Regions from separate parts of the Zea mays genome. Here all the other regions are linked to region 3. A link is a contact called in public Hi-C data. All regions are on one chromosome and are shown on one strand. The core of a region is the stretch at or near the end of the contact, and the rest is flanking DNA. Distances in the headings are between cores, read along the strand shown. Region 1 holds the start of LOC100282529. Region 2 has its middle 26 kb from the start of LOC109945927. Region 3 holds the start of LOC103654570 (DEAD/DEAH box RNA helicase family protein).

Region 1 (3,588 bases), core at 483-2,982, 150 kb before region 3:
TAAAAGAAAGTGACGGACATTTCAGTCCAGCGGGTATACAGACCCAGTTGTCAGACAAGTTAAACAGTTGGTTGGGTATTTTGATAAAGGTAGCCTATTTAATCGACCCATTTTTACAATTTCACCTAACTACGACCTACTTTTTAAGGAACAATTGGATCTATACCATTAAAAGATCCAAACTTTAGATATATACCATGGACCCCACATGTCATTGACTCATGTGTACCATTAAAAGATCCAAACTTTAGATATATACCATGGACCCCACATGTCATTGACTCATGTGGACCCACATGTAAGTGAGATAGTAATGGTATGGATCTAAAGTGGTGATCTTTTAATGGTATGGATCCAAATTTCCCACTTTTTAAAGATGACGACCATATAGTGTTCTATTTTACCAAATTTCTCTTCTGGTGGAGGCTAGGCGCTTTTGTCCAGACAATGGAGTGGGAAGAGTTTGTCACTCGAGAAACACGGGTTTCCAAAAAAAATTCTCGTTCCAATTTTTAGTGTATTTCGGTTTAAATTTTAAAAAAATATAAGAGTCAAACTTTTGTCAACAAAACAGTATCCCAGAAATGCAAAACGAAATTGTAATGGCCGTGGACGGACGAATGCAGTGGGTTGCTTTTGCTGAGAAACGCGTTGGATTGGATCTGGAAAGCGAGTGGCGTGCCGACGGCTCCACCGCTTTCGACCCGTCGGCCGTCGCCCACCTACTCCTCCTACTCGATCGGCGTGCTACCTACGTTTTCCAGTCACTAGCAACACGCGTTTGCTAGCTGTTGGCTGGATGAGTGGAGGCAATCATCAACAACCACATGCCATGCTCTGACTGACGTTTTGCTGTCGATTGATTGGTTCTGTTAATTTCTTGTGTTTGTTTGTCCACAAAATTCCAACAAAATTCATCCAAATGTGCCAACAAAATTCCAACAAAAACTATATAAGAATGGTCGCTAACGTGTTTTCGACACATTTAATTCTCGACCCTACAACTCTGTGAAATTTTGAAACTTTAGTAGTAAATTCGGCTCTGCAAATCCGAATCCCGCTCAAAGACGACAGACAAGGTGTGTACAAAGCAGCCGGAGATATGGATGGACGTACGAGAAGCCACGGCCCGGAGTCGCAAGCAAGGGTACGTAACAGGTAGCTAGGCCTTGACGTTGACGGTGTACTGGACGACGGTGGTCCCGGAGGTGGCGCCGGAGTCGATGGTGTGCGCCTGCACGTACCCGCGCGCCATGCGGAACTTGCCGCTGCCGCCGACGATGCTCATCTCGCGGACGTCGCTGAGCACCTCGTTGCGGCCAAGGATGGAGAGCGTGCTGCCGTTGTGCTCGCCGGCCGTGAACACGAAGTTCATGACCATGAGGAGGCCGAACGTCTGCTGGTCCGCGAACGTGTAGGTGCCCTGGGCGCGGCCCACCTCCGTGCCCGCGGCGCGCGTGGGACCCGTCGTCAGCGGGTCGTCGATGGCCACCACCGCGCCGAAGTTGGTGGACGACGTGTTGGAGGACGCCGCCTGCGCGATGCGCACCGCCGTCGGGTTCGTCCCCGCCACGACGTCGTGGAAGTACACCTTGAAGGTCGTCAACCCGTCGTCGGCGGCTGCGGACGCGAGAGACGCGGCGCACAGGAGGAGGAGGAGCGCGGCGGCGGCGGCCATTGCGATGGATGGCGTGGTGGAGGCGCGTGGGCGCGCGGGTGAGATGGAGATATGTAACGGTGGGTCGGGGTGGGAGTGGTTGTTGGTAAAGAGCCACCTGCACCGGCGGGGATGGGACAATGGTATCGATACGGTCGGTCTCGGGGGCAGGTCGTCTGTCTGTCGTAGTTGGTCCGGTAGGTGGAGGTCGCCAACTCACCATCATGTTCCTCACATCCTTGCATCCCGTGCTTTCGTTCCCTTTATTTGCAGCTGCTTGACATAATGACATGGTTATATTTATTTAGTTTCCATATCGCGGCAGCACAGCCATTTGGCCAAGTTCACATAATTAGTGTCTAAAGTTTAGTCACTAAGAACGTTTGAATGCACTAGAACTAATAGTTAATGACTAAAATTAGTTAAGACATGCAAACATCGTAGCTAATAGTTTATCTATTAGCTATTTTTAGTAAATTAGTTAATAGTTAGATATCTATTTGTTAGCTAGCTAATTCCATTAACAATTTTTAGCCAAACAATTATTAGTTCTAATGCATTCAAACACCCCCTAAGTGTTTGGTTTGAGGTCAAAATAGGATGAAGTAAGGGCGACACCATCCCCTTAATTTTTGGGATCAAGCCGCCACCAAAAAATTACTCCGATGTTTACCTCACTCTTACTTAACTTCCATCCAAACACTATAGAAACTGTGGCCGCCTCTTCTAACCAACCAAACGCCCTAAAGTATCATGTTTGGTTCTAATAACTAAATCTTACTAAAGTGCATTAATTACTACGCCAAAAGACTGTATTACCCCTACTAATGAAGAGTGAGGACAGTCGGCTGAGGACTCACGACTAGACTTGCGCCGGATACGTGAGCAACGACAGGGGGAGGGTAAGAGTCTCATTTGGTAGAGCTCTGCTCTATGATTATTTAGCTTCGAGAGTTGATTTTTTGATGGAGTGATTTCGAATGATTCTCTAATAGAAGTGAATCTATCTGGCGAAAACGGTTTGGTTGCAGAGACAAAATATTCAGAACGTATTAAATGACTCATAAGAAAACTAAAATGCCCCTTGATATTATTCCGCCATTAGTGCAACTAAAATAAATGAGTGGCAAAAGACGGAATTAATATGGTTTAGTCTCTTTTAGAGCACATACAACCTTAAGACGTTGGTTCAGTTTTCCAAGTACAAGAGACACTTAAGAAACTTTGTGATACAACCCTGAGTTCCTAGACTATAAATACAACAGGTTCATTCTATCCCTACAAGAGACACTTAAAAGCACGTACAATCCTGCTTTTGATGTTTCAAACCAAAGATAAAACAGGTTCATTCTACCCCTCCTGGTCGCAGTTGCATCTGAATTTGATTGTCATGTTACTGTGAATTCCTCCAACAAGAACGCACCGATCAAACTCAACCCACAAGAAGAGAGATAAAATATGAAAGCAGTTGCACCGACCATGAAGCATGACGAAACTTGAAGGTGAAGGGAGTAACGAACAATTCACTTGCAAAGCACTGTAATAGTAATTCAGAGTGGAATACTGCTATGTTAGTGCAATATACACACAGATCGAGCAAAAGAGGTTTGGTGCGGTAGAGGATTTGTCTTTAACAAGGGAAAATATTTTTGGCCCTTATTTTTTATTTGGATCCACTTGGCTTCAGCTAATGCCGTGTTGGGTGATAACGGATTTTTTTTGTCAAATTAAGGGCATGTTTAGAAAGGAGAATTTAATCTCTACTACTCTATAAGGGTGGATTGTGGGCGTCCACACCTGTGCACCCTGCCCCACCACCGTGACCTTCGCTCCCGTCCGTCTCCGGCGCGCCCGCCACCCCCTCCTTCCTGAAAATGCCGCAGCGTCCCCAGCCCCCGTTTGTGATCCCCGCCGGGAAACTCCTGCGCGAT
Region 2 (4,201 bases), core at 543-3,042, 190 kb before region 3:
GTGAATCTTATTTCGCACAAAACTGTCAATTCAAGGCATAGTCCATTGTTCAGTTGTGAATGAGTGAAACTCTTATTCTAGATGGATGTTCAACTTAACAGTCTCCATCGAAACACTGGTATATCAAAGGATTGTGATTCTGATACTTCATCATTACAAACCCTAGAGTTTGGTGGGGATTGTTGGATCTTTTATGGGCTTGGCCCATTTATTGAATAAACTCTATGGTGTGTAATGGTGGAGAATACCAATAGTACCACATTGGAAGTCCAAGGGTCTTTTGCCTTGACTTATATGGTGGGATTTATTCCACTTAACTTGAGAAGTCAAGAAATGGACAAGGGCGTGCCACACGCGCGCGCGCGCGCCGCCGCCGCCGCCGCCGGCCGGGCCGGGCGTGGCGTGGCGTGGCAGGCAGGCAGGCGAGCGGGTGTGGTGTGGTTGTGTTAATTTTTAGCACTCACTAACCGCGTACGTTAGCCGAGTGACTCTGTCTCTTCGTCTGCCGAGTGACCCTGTCTCTTCGTCAGCCAGCCGAGTGACCCTTCTCCTTCAGCTGGCCGACTTATGGCGTGACTCGGCGAGTGCTGGCCGACTCATGGCATGACTCGGCGAGAGCTGACCGACCCTTGGCGTGACTCGGCGACCTTTCTCCTTCAGCTTCCCTCTGCGAGAGGATAAATAGAGGAGCACCCTGTCACTCGGTACAAGCGAACACACCACTTTCAGAATCACAGTCCAGCCGCCGAGTGAGGGTATTTCCATCTCGTGACTCTGCGCGCACAGAGAAGCGAGAGGGCAGGTGCCTCTGAAGCCGGTGCCGTTCGAGACCTTGCACGGGGGATCGGCAATTAGGTTTTTGGGGAGCGTCTACGCGACTGCCCAAAACATCTGCGACATGACAAAGGAAGTTGGACAAGGATCTGGATCAGAGCGCATGGGAGGGTATGATCAGTTTAATTCCTTACTGTTTTGCGTTCTACAGATTATATATGTTTTATATATGCATTTGTACTGTTTCATGTATAGCAAAGAGTTTATCTCATCTGTTCTGTTACCTTATAATGTGTTATATCTGTTTGTTTTAATTTTACAATCATGCTGTTTATGTTTCTATTTGTTTATTTTCAATTGTTCAGTCAGTTTATATGTTTATCGTATTTATATGATCTATATGATTCATATGCTTTGTGTTCTCATGATCCATATTGTTATGGATATGATTGAGATTACGATTTCTATGGTTAATTATCTTTTATATGTCATCATCATAATATTAATTTATGGAATTAAAATGATACGGAAAATGTCTATAAATCTAACAAATTCTCGTCGATCATTGCACGCTTCTAAACAGCTGCCGTGTTGATAGACAATCCAACCTAGCTGCGCGTACGTACGACGCCGGCGGCCTGTGCAACTTCTGAAAGTTCCGGTACAAAGGTGCCCAAATTTCATAGGTCGCGAGCTGGAAAGGCACATGTAAATACTTTATTTTTAATTCTGGCGTTAGCTAGCTGCTCAAATATAATATCCGCCGTGCGCACAAATATATATATATGCGCGGGTGCTTTTAGAATCCTTGTATGATTGCGTGGAACTATCTCAGTTATACATACCCCAGCTAGCACTAGCAGAAGGAGAAGAGAACAAAGAAGATACAGCCTGCATCAGATATGGAGTATATATATAGAGAGAGAGACCATCTGCTGTCGAACATCCGACAACAAAGCGTCCACTCCTAGCCAGCTATACAATACGACGATGCGACGTCAGGAACACCGGCGGATTCCAAGAAAGCCGGGGCCGGCGTCTCGCACCACCGCGCTTTTCTACGTGTCAGGCTGTGCTGTGCTATTACTTCGCCCGCCGCACCAACAAAAAGCCTGCACCAGCAGAAACGCTAACGGCGCCAATTATTGGTGCAGAGATAGTTTGTTTAGCACACAGACCTATCTAGATTTGCGTTGAACTCGGTGTTAGAGCATCTGCAAAAAGATCCTTAAAACTCTAGTCCTAATCCTTATTCTAAGGAAAAAGGAAAAAAAAAACCTCCAACAGTTACGTAACTAGCACTCCAAAACTTACGCAGACGGAAAATATCTATGAACGGTAACCAATAATATTAAACTATATTTATTTAGTCCAACTGTAAACAAATGTCATCTGTATGTAGCTATATATTAGCGGATCTAAAATGTGGCAGAAGGCTGTTCATACATAGAATAGAATAGAGAGCAACAAAAGTTGTGACATATATACTTGAGCTTTGTATAAAAAACTGCCGCCATTATCTAAATGGAAGATTTATGGTCCACTGCTCTATTGCACTATATATACTACTATAATCATTGATACATTGTGGACACGACATGATGCCGCACGAAGGATAATTTAGTGAGCACGACGTATGCATGCAACAAGTAAAAATTTAACTAATTCGTCTCGACTGTTACGCCGGTACCTGATAGAGAAAGCGGCGCCCGCATGGTGTGCCACGAGTGGAGTATTTGGTTCCACTCAACTAAAACTGCTGTCACAACAAATGTTTCATTAATAATTATGGATATTAAGGTTCTATTAAGAGGGTTTCATTTTAAGAAATGCAGCTTCTTCACCATAAAACAACTTTAATATATTGGTAAAGCAGGGTTCAAGATAACTTGTCTTACACATAGACTACAACTTCTTTAATACAATTAATTTAAATGAGTTGTCTTAATTACCCTTGATGATTAGCGGGGTATAGAAAGAGACATGAATCGCTAGGTCATGTAATCAATGATATGATGGATAATTTTTGTGCAACTTCAGAAAGAGCTATGAAAACAGTATTTTTAAAGCACACTTTGTGGAGCTTCTAAAATTTCATGAAACTAGCTTATAGTTTTATTTTTTTTAAAGCTGGAGCACGTGGAGCTGGATCTGTTTTGATAGAAGAAGCTGAAATAGATCTAAAAGTTTTGAACTGAAGCTCTCCACACAGGGCCTAAATATAATCTAATTATAAAATTAACTATACAAATAAAGATGAAACAAATTTATTAAACCTATATTTAATAGTTATAACTGATGTTAAATATTTGATGTAAGTGAACCAAACACCCCTAGGTTTTGGAATTTTCCTAGCGCCGCCCTCGGAAAGATGCTGCTCCTGCGTGCAAATCGATCGTGAGCCATTTCCTGACGCCTCTGGAAAGCAGTGTTCATTTGTATCAAATCTTTTCCCCACCTGAGCAGATGTACTGGCCCACTTGTTGCGGTGGGTGCGACGGCCGAGGCCCCAGCCCAATTAGGACAATCTATGTAAACCCATAGTCCATCTACCGACAGGCGACAACAACAGTCCATCTGCTCTGGTGGCCCGCAGATTGAACTATCCACTCTAGGCACGCTGTGCATTTTGATTTTGCGCAATTTAATCTCATAATTAGTGGTTAATAAATAATAGTCGACAGTTGATTTGGTTTCATTTGCGTATTTAAAGTATAATTAGACATGAATGTATAACCTTAAAAGCCTATAATCAGGGGCGGATGCTGGACCATGGGGCTATAGCCACGTCCAAAGCATAAAGCATATAGAGTATCTCCAATAATATGTCTTAAAAATGAAAATAGTGTCCTAAAAACTAAAATACTACTACCTCTGTTCTTTGTCGTCCGCTAGTTCATTTTTGTACTAAAACACGACAAATAAAAAAGAACGGAGGGAGTACATCATTTACAATGCTTTGAGTACTGAAAACAAATTAAGCTTCAATAGTTATATCCTAAATGGTGTATTTTAGAAAATAAATTGCATGATTAGAAAAGAAAACATTGATGATGATATATAAAACAAGGATATGGCACTAGTCCAGAGTGTATTATATTTAGTTCACTTTATGGCGTGTTCTATTTTTTTGATTAAAATTGTAAAATACGATATTGGAGTTGTTTTTTATGAGTTGAGCCATATCTCTACTATATTTAAGTGGGAGTTTCTTCGTGTGTCTCCAGTGATTCCCTCCGTTGTTGGTCACTCGTTTTTGATTATTACATAGCATCAAAAATAAGGTAACACAAATTAAGAAGTTTGAACCTTGGTCCTTAAGTTACCACTTATCTGAAGGGTTAACTTGAGGACGAAGATTTTAAAGAGAAGATGCGGATAAAACAATATTGAATGAAATGACAATGACGAAGCATAAAACTCATCT
Region 3 (3,947 bases), core at 1,438-3,937:
CATGTTTGTCAGATGATCAACACTGCTATCATGTTCTTTGAGTCTCCTACTGAGACGCTGCCAGTCCCTCACTCCATCAGATGCTAACAAAGACTTGCTTTTGCTTGACTTGAACAACTTGCAACAAAAACAATAAACTTTGTTCACATGTTTAGAGTAAACCAACCACTTTCTATCAAACGACTCGCCATTACTTAAATTTCTGGAATAGTAAGCATATGAAAAAAGTCTACCAATGGAATCCTTAGGAAAAACCAGATTCATATCTCTTACCGGGCCCTTTTCAATTAAGATATCCCTTTTGTTATTGTCAAGATTATCCTATGTTCTAAGATCAAAGATAGATAAACCAGAACTATCTTGTTCATCATCATTTGATTTTTCATGATCAGATAAGGGCTGCAAGTTTTCCCACATCATACTATCCTCAACCACATTAATTGTTGTAACTAAATTTTCTTCCATTGAACCATCTTCACTGATCTTACCTTCTGCATTTAAATTATGATCACGTTCATGATCATGGTCCTGTTGCGTATGATCATCAGCAGGATCAGATTCCTGCCCTTCAACTTCGTTCACATCAATATTAAAGAACTTATGTAAAGCGCCCTTTTGCGATTCAACCAATTGATCTTCATGTTTTCTCTTTTTTTCTTTTTTGATAACTTGACAATGATTTCTTAGGCAACATCTAAGACCTAATCAGAAAAGCAAATAATTAAAATTTTAAAGAACACGTATCATGTATGACATGTGCACTAAAAATATTTTTTAAACATCTAATCTAAGCGGCTAGTACGCTACATAATATGAAGCGGTGTAAGGAAATCACCAAATCAGTAAATTAAATCACCTATTCACCTAGATTGTGTCGCTATGGAAGATGACGGATCGACTCGGCTGCTCGTCGCTTGGGCGGCTTGGCCTGTGGCCTCTTGGTTGGCTGGTTGCAGACTTGCAGGTTGCCGATGGCCGGAAGTCGAGAGCCTGGCGGAGTGGCGGCGGCGGCTGGTGTCCAACTGTCCTGGCTGATCGTGCGTCTCAGCGTCTAGCCCTGAACTCCTGTGCGGCGCATCTAGACAAGTAGACGTTCTGGTTCCTGGACTCCTATAGTCCTGCGCATTGTGCATGGAGACGTAGAGCCTAGCTCTTGGGCTTCTAGGGACAAACAGCATGCCAGCCTACATCCTTACCCCTACTACATATTAGATATTGGGCCCCTGTCTTTTTTGGCCCCCCCGGCGGTCGCCTTCGGTGCATGGGCCTTGGGCCGGCTCTACCTAAAGGTTTGAGGGCTCATGGAGGGTCTTGGGTGGCCTTGACAATAAGTCCAAAAGCTCCATGAAGTCTAGGACACCTCGGGGCCATGGCCCCCAAATTTTAGTTTGTTTTTACAAATGGTGAGGGTCGGAACAACCTTATAATTTTGAGCGGCCATGATATCAAGTTGCTCGGTGTTGGGGAGAAGACTTTGCCGAAGGTCCTTAGGTAACGAAACTCGATGTTTTAATTAGGTTTCAAGAGGCAGGTTCCACATGTTTTGATTGTCTACTTTGTTAAGATGGAGAAAGAAGCGAGGCTTCGTCGGCATGAAGGAAATGAAGCTTCGATACCTGCTTCATGAAGTGACAAGAGAGGTAAATCTTTGTTTGACTTGAGCAACAAAAAGACGAAGGAGCTCAAGAAGACGTACACAACACGTCTTGTGGGAGAAAGGACAAAAACACCCTCCACTACTACTATAGATCCCATTTATAGGAATGTGGCATTACTGTAATTTTATACAAAGGTGTATAAAGTCGCACTTGTATAAATAGGTGAACAATAACCATGCACACAACACTTTTTAGCAATCCACATACTCCCACTACCTTCGAAGGGCTTAGCCTATTCACCTTCGGATAGCCTACGTTCGTTCCGAATGTATCTTGTAATGAAACTTATATGATAAAGGAAACGAATGATTTTGGTTATGATGTTATTCCCTTTGCCAATCCCATTTACATTTGAATTATACATTTACCTTCTTCATCGTATTTTCCTTCTTCTCTTGCCTTCTTGCATTCATCGGTAATTGTGTTACCCTGTTATGGTTTTCCACGAGAGCTTTAACATGTGACCAACACTGGTACGAACACAAGTCATATAATAACTGAACTCTTTATAATTTCTTTTATTAAGGTTCTTGAAAAACATCTTGGAAGTGTAGAAAATGTTTTTTAATACAATGATATATGCCACATGTTTGCTGAAAGGCAACTTTTCAATTTTTGAACATTTTTGTTATATACTTTCTCTGTTCCAATTTATAATTCGTTTGACTTTTTTTATCTAAGTTGACTGGCTCGTCTTATTAATTTTTTTCATAATTATTGTTAATTTTTACTATGATATTGTTTATCATATAATATATTTTAAATATGGCTTTGAATTTTTCATTTGTTCAAGAAAATTTGAATAAGACGGGCCAGTTAAACTTAGCACAAAAAAGTTAAACGAATTATAATATAAAAGAGAGGGAGTAAATAAAATACATCATAGACATGCAATCCGCCAATCCGTAGCTGAGCCCTATAGCCCGCTAGAAATTGGGCCGGGCCGCCAATCCGTAGCTGAGCCCTATCGCCATACCCGTGGTCTAGTAGCCCATGTTAGCTCATCGTCTTCTTCAATCTACCCGCCCAAATTGGACGTGCCCTCCAGAATACCAAATTCCCCGACCTTCGCCGAGCTTCTCCAACGCTCCAGCGGTTGATGTCCGTCCCACCGCGGCTCTCCGTCGATTTCTACGATGACGACGTAAGCGCCCCAACCCCCCCAAACCTCTCCGCCTCGGCTCGTCGCGCCCCGCTCACGTAACCCTAACCGCAGGGCTTCGACTGGGAGGCCGCCGTGCAGGAGATCGACAGAGCCTGCGCCTTCGCGTCGGCCTCCGCCCCCGCTCCCGCTCCCGCCCCCGCCCCCACTCCGGCGCCGGTGCATCATCCGCTGCCGCCGCGGCCCCCCGAGCCATCGGCATCGGCGCCGCTTCACAGGCCACCGGCGGCGGGCGGCGGCACGGCGCGGCAGTCGACGCTCGACCGCTTCGTCGACTCATTTACCAAGAGGCGACTAGAGAAAGAGAGGCCCGCTCCAGCGCCCGTGCAGGCGGCGTCGTGGGGCGTGGGGGTGGAGCCAGTCGGCGGCGGCCTAGGGCGGCCGGGTGTCCGCGCGGGCGAGGGATGTTCGGGACAGGCGAACGAGAGAGCTGTGGAGGACCGGTTCATCGAATCCTTCACCAGGAGGCAGCAGGAGAAGGAGAGGGCTGCGTCGGAGGTGGCACCGGCACTGGCTGGTGGTCAGGGGCGCCCTGCAGCTCGTGCTGGCAAGGGATGCTCGGGTCGGGGCAATCGTGCTGGCAAGGGATGCTCTCGTCGGCCCAGTATGGAGATTGAGTATGGTCTCTGCGCTGTCTCCCTGGACCACGAGGCTGTCAAGACATGGATCTATCCAAGTGAGGGGGTTTGAGTTTCTACAGCATTTTGCCAATAACTGTTCTTTGTTCTGGTTTTCATGCTGGGATTCAGCTTATGGGTGGAGTTGTCTTGGAAAATAGACATCTTTAGTGAATGCTGGCACTTTATTAGTTAATAATGGCAGCCATCTTGCTTGAGGATACATTCCAGCAGTTCTTGCTGGTACTGAAGTGTACAAGATGCTTGGGAATGCGGAAACTGACTCTAAACTTTGTTTTGTTAAGCACTTGAGCAGCCATATTAGGTAGACGATTGCATCAGGAAATCAAGCAAAAAACTATAACATAAGGATAAGTGGTTTAGTTTGCTGGAGTAGCACTGCACCCATAGAAGCATGCACCTCTTTTAGTTGAAGCAGATAGAGATGGACTAGGAGCTTGTCCACCCTTTGCAATATGTTTTTGTTGTATCAAACAAATGTCATTTTTG

Evidence for each region. Hi-C and Micro-C count contacts between places; a contact is called where the count stands out from the background.
Region 1: a contact with region 3 is called in a Hi-C map of tassel, with 2.1 times the contacts expected there. The contact joins the promoter of LOC100282529 here to the promoter of LOC103654570 in region 3. A contact is called at or near these places in 4 of 25 Hi-C or Micro-C datasets (ear, endosperm, leaf and 1 more).
Region 2: a contact with region 3 is called in a Hi-C map of ear, with 3 times the contacts expected there. The contact joins the enhancer-like site here to the promoter of LOC103654570 in region 3. A contact is called at or near these places in 3 of 25 Hi-C or Micro-C datasets (ear, leaf and tassel).

What each region holds. Positions count from the first base shown.
Region 1 is chr4:212,802,972-212,806,559 of Zm-B73-REFERENCE-NAM-5.0, forward strand. LOC100282529 reads right to left here and starts at 1,733. Exons shown (of 1, transcript NM_001155437.2): 1 at 939-1,733. The coding sequence starts at 1,678. The coding sequence ends at 1,163.
Region 2 is chr4:212,764,424-212,768,624 of Zm-B73-REFERENCE-NAM-5.0, forward strand. No RefSeq gene overlaps it. Among protein-coding and RNA genes, the nearest start is that of LOC109945927, 26 kb to the left of the region's middle. Within about 2 kb of position 1,793, at least 15 of the 20 cell types and tissues checked have an H3K27ac peak or open chromatin away from gene starts, as enhancers often do. A contact at or near this core is called in ear, leaf and tassel, where this site is marked.
Region 3 is chr4:212,952,460-212,956,406 of Zm-B73-REFERENCE-NAM-5.0, forward strand. It overlaps LOC103654570 (DEAD/DEAH box RNA helicase family protein), which reads left to right and starts at 2,688. Exons shown (of 22, transcript XM_008681414.2): 1 at 2,688-2,802; 2 at 2,875-3,496. The coding sequence starts at 2,758.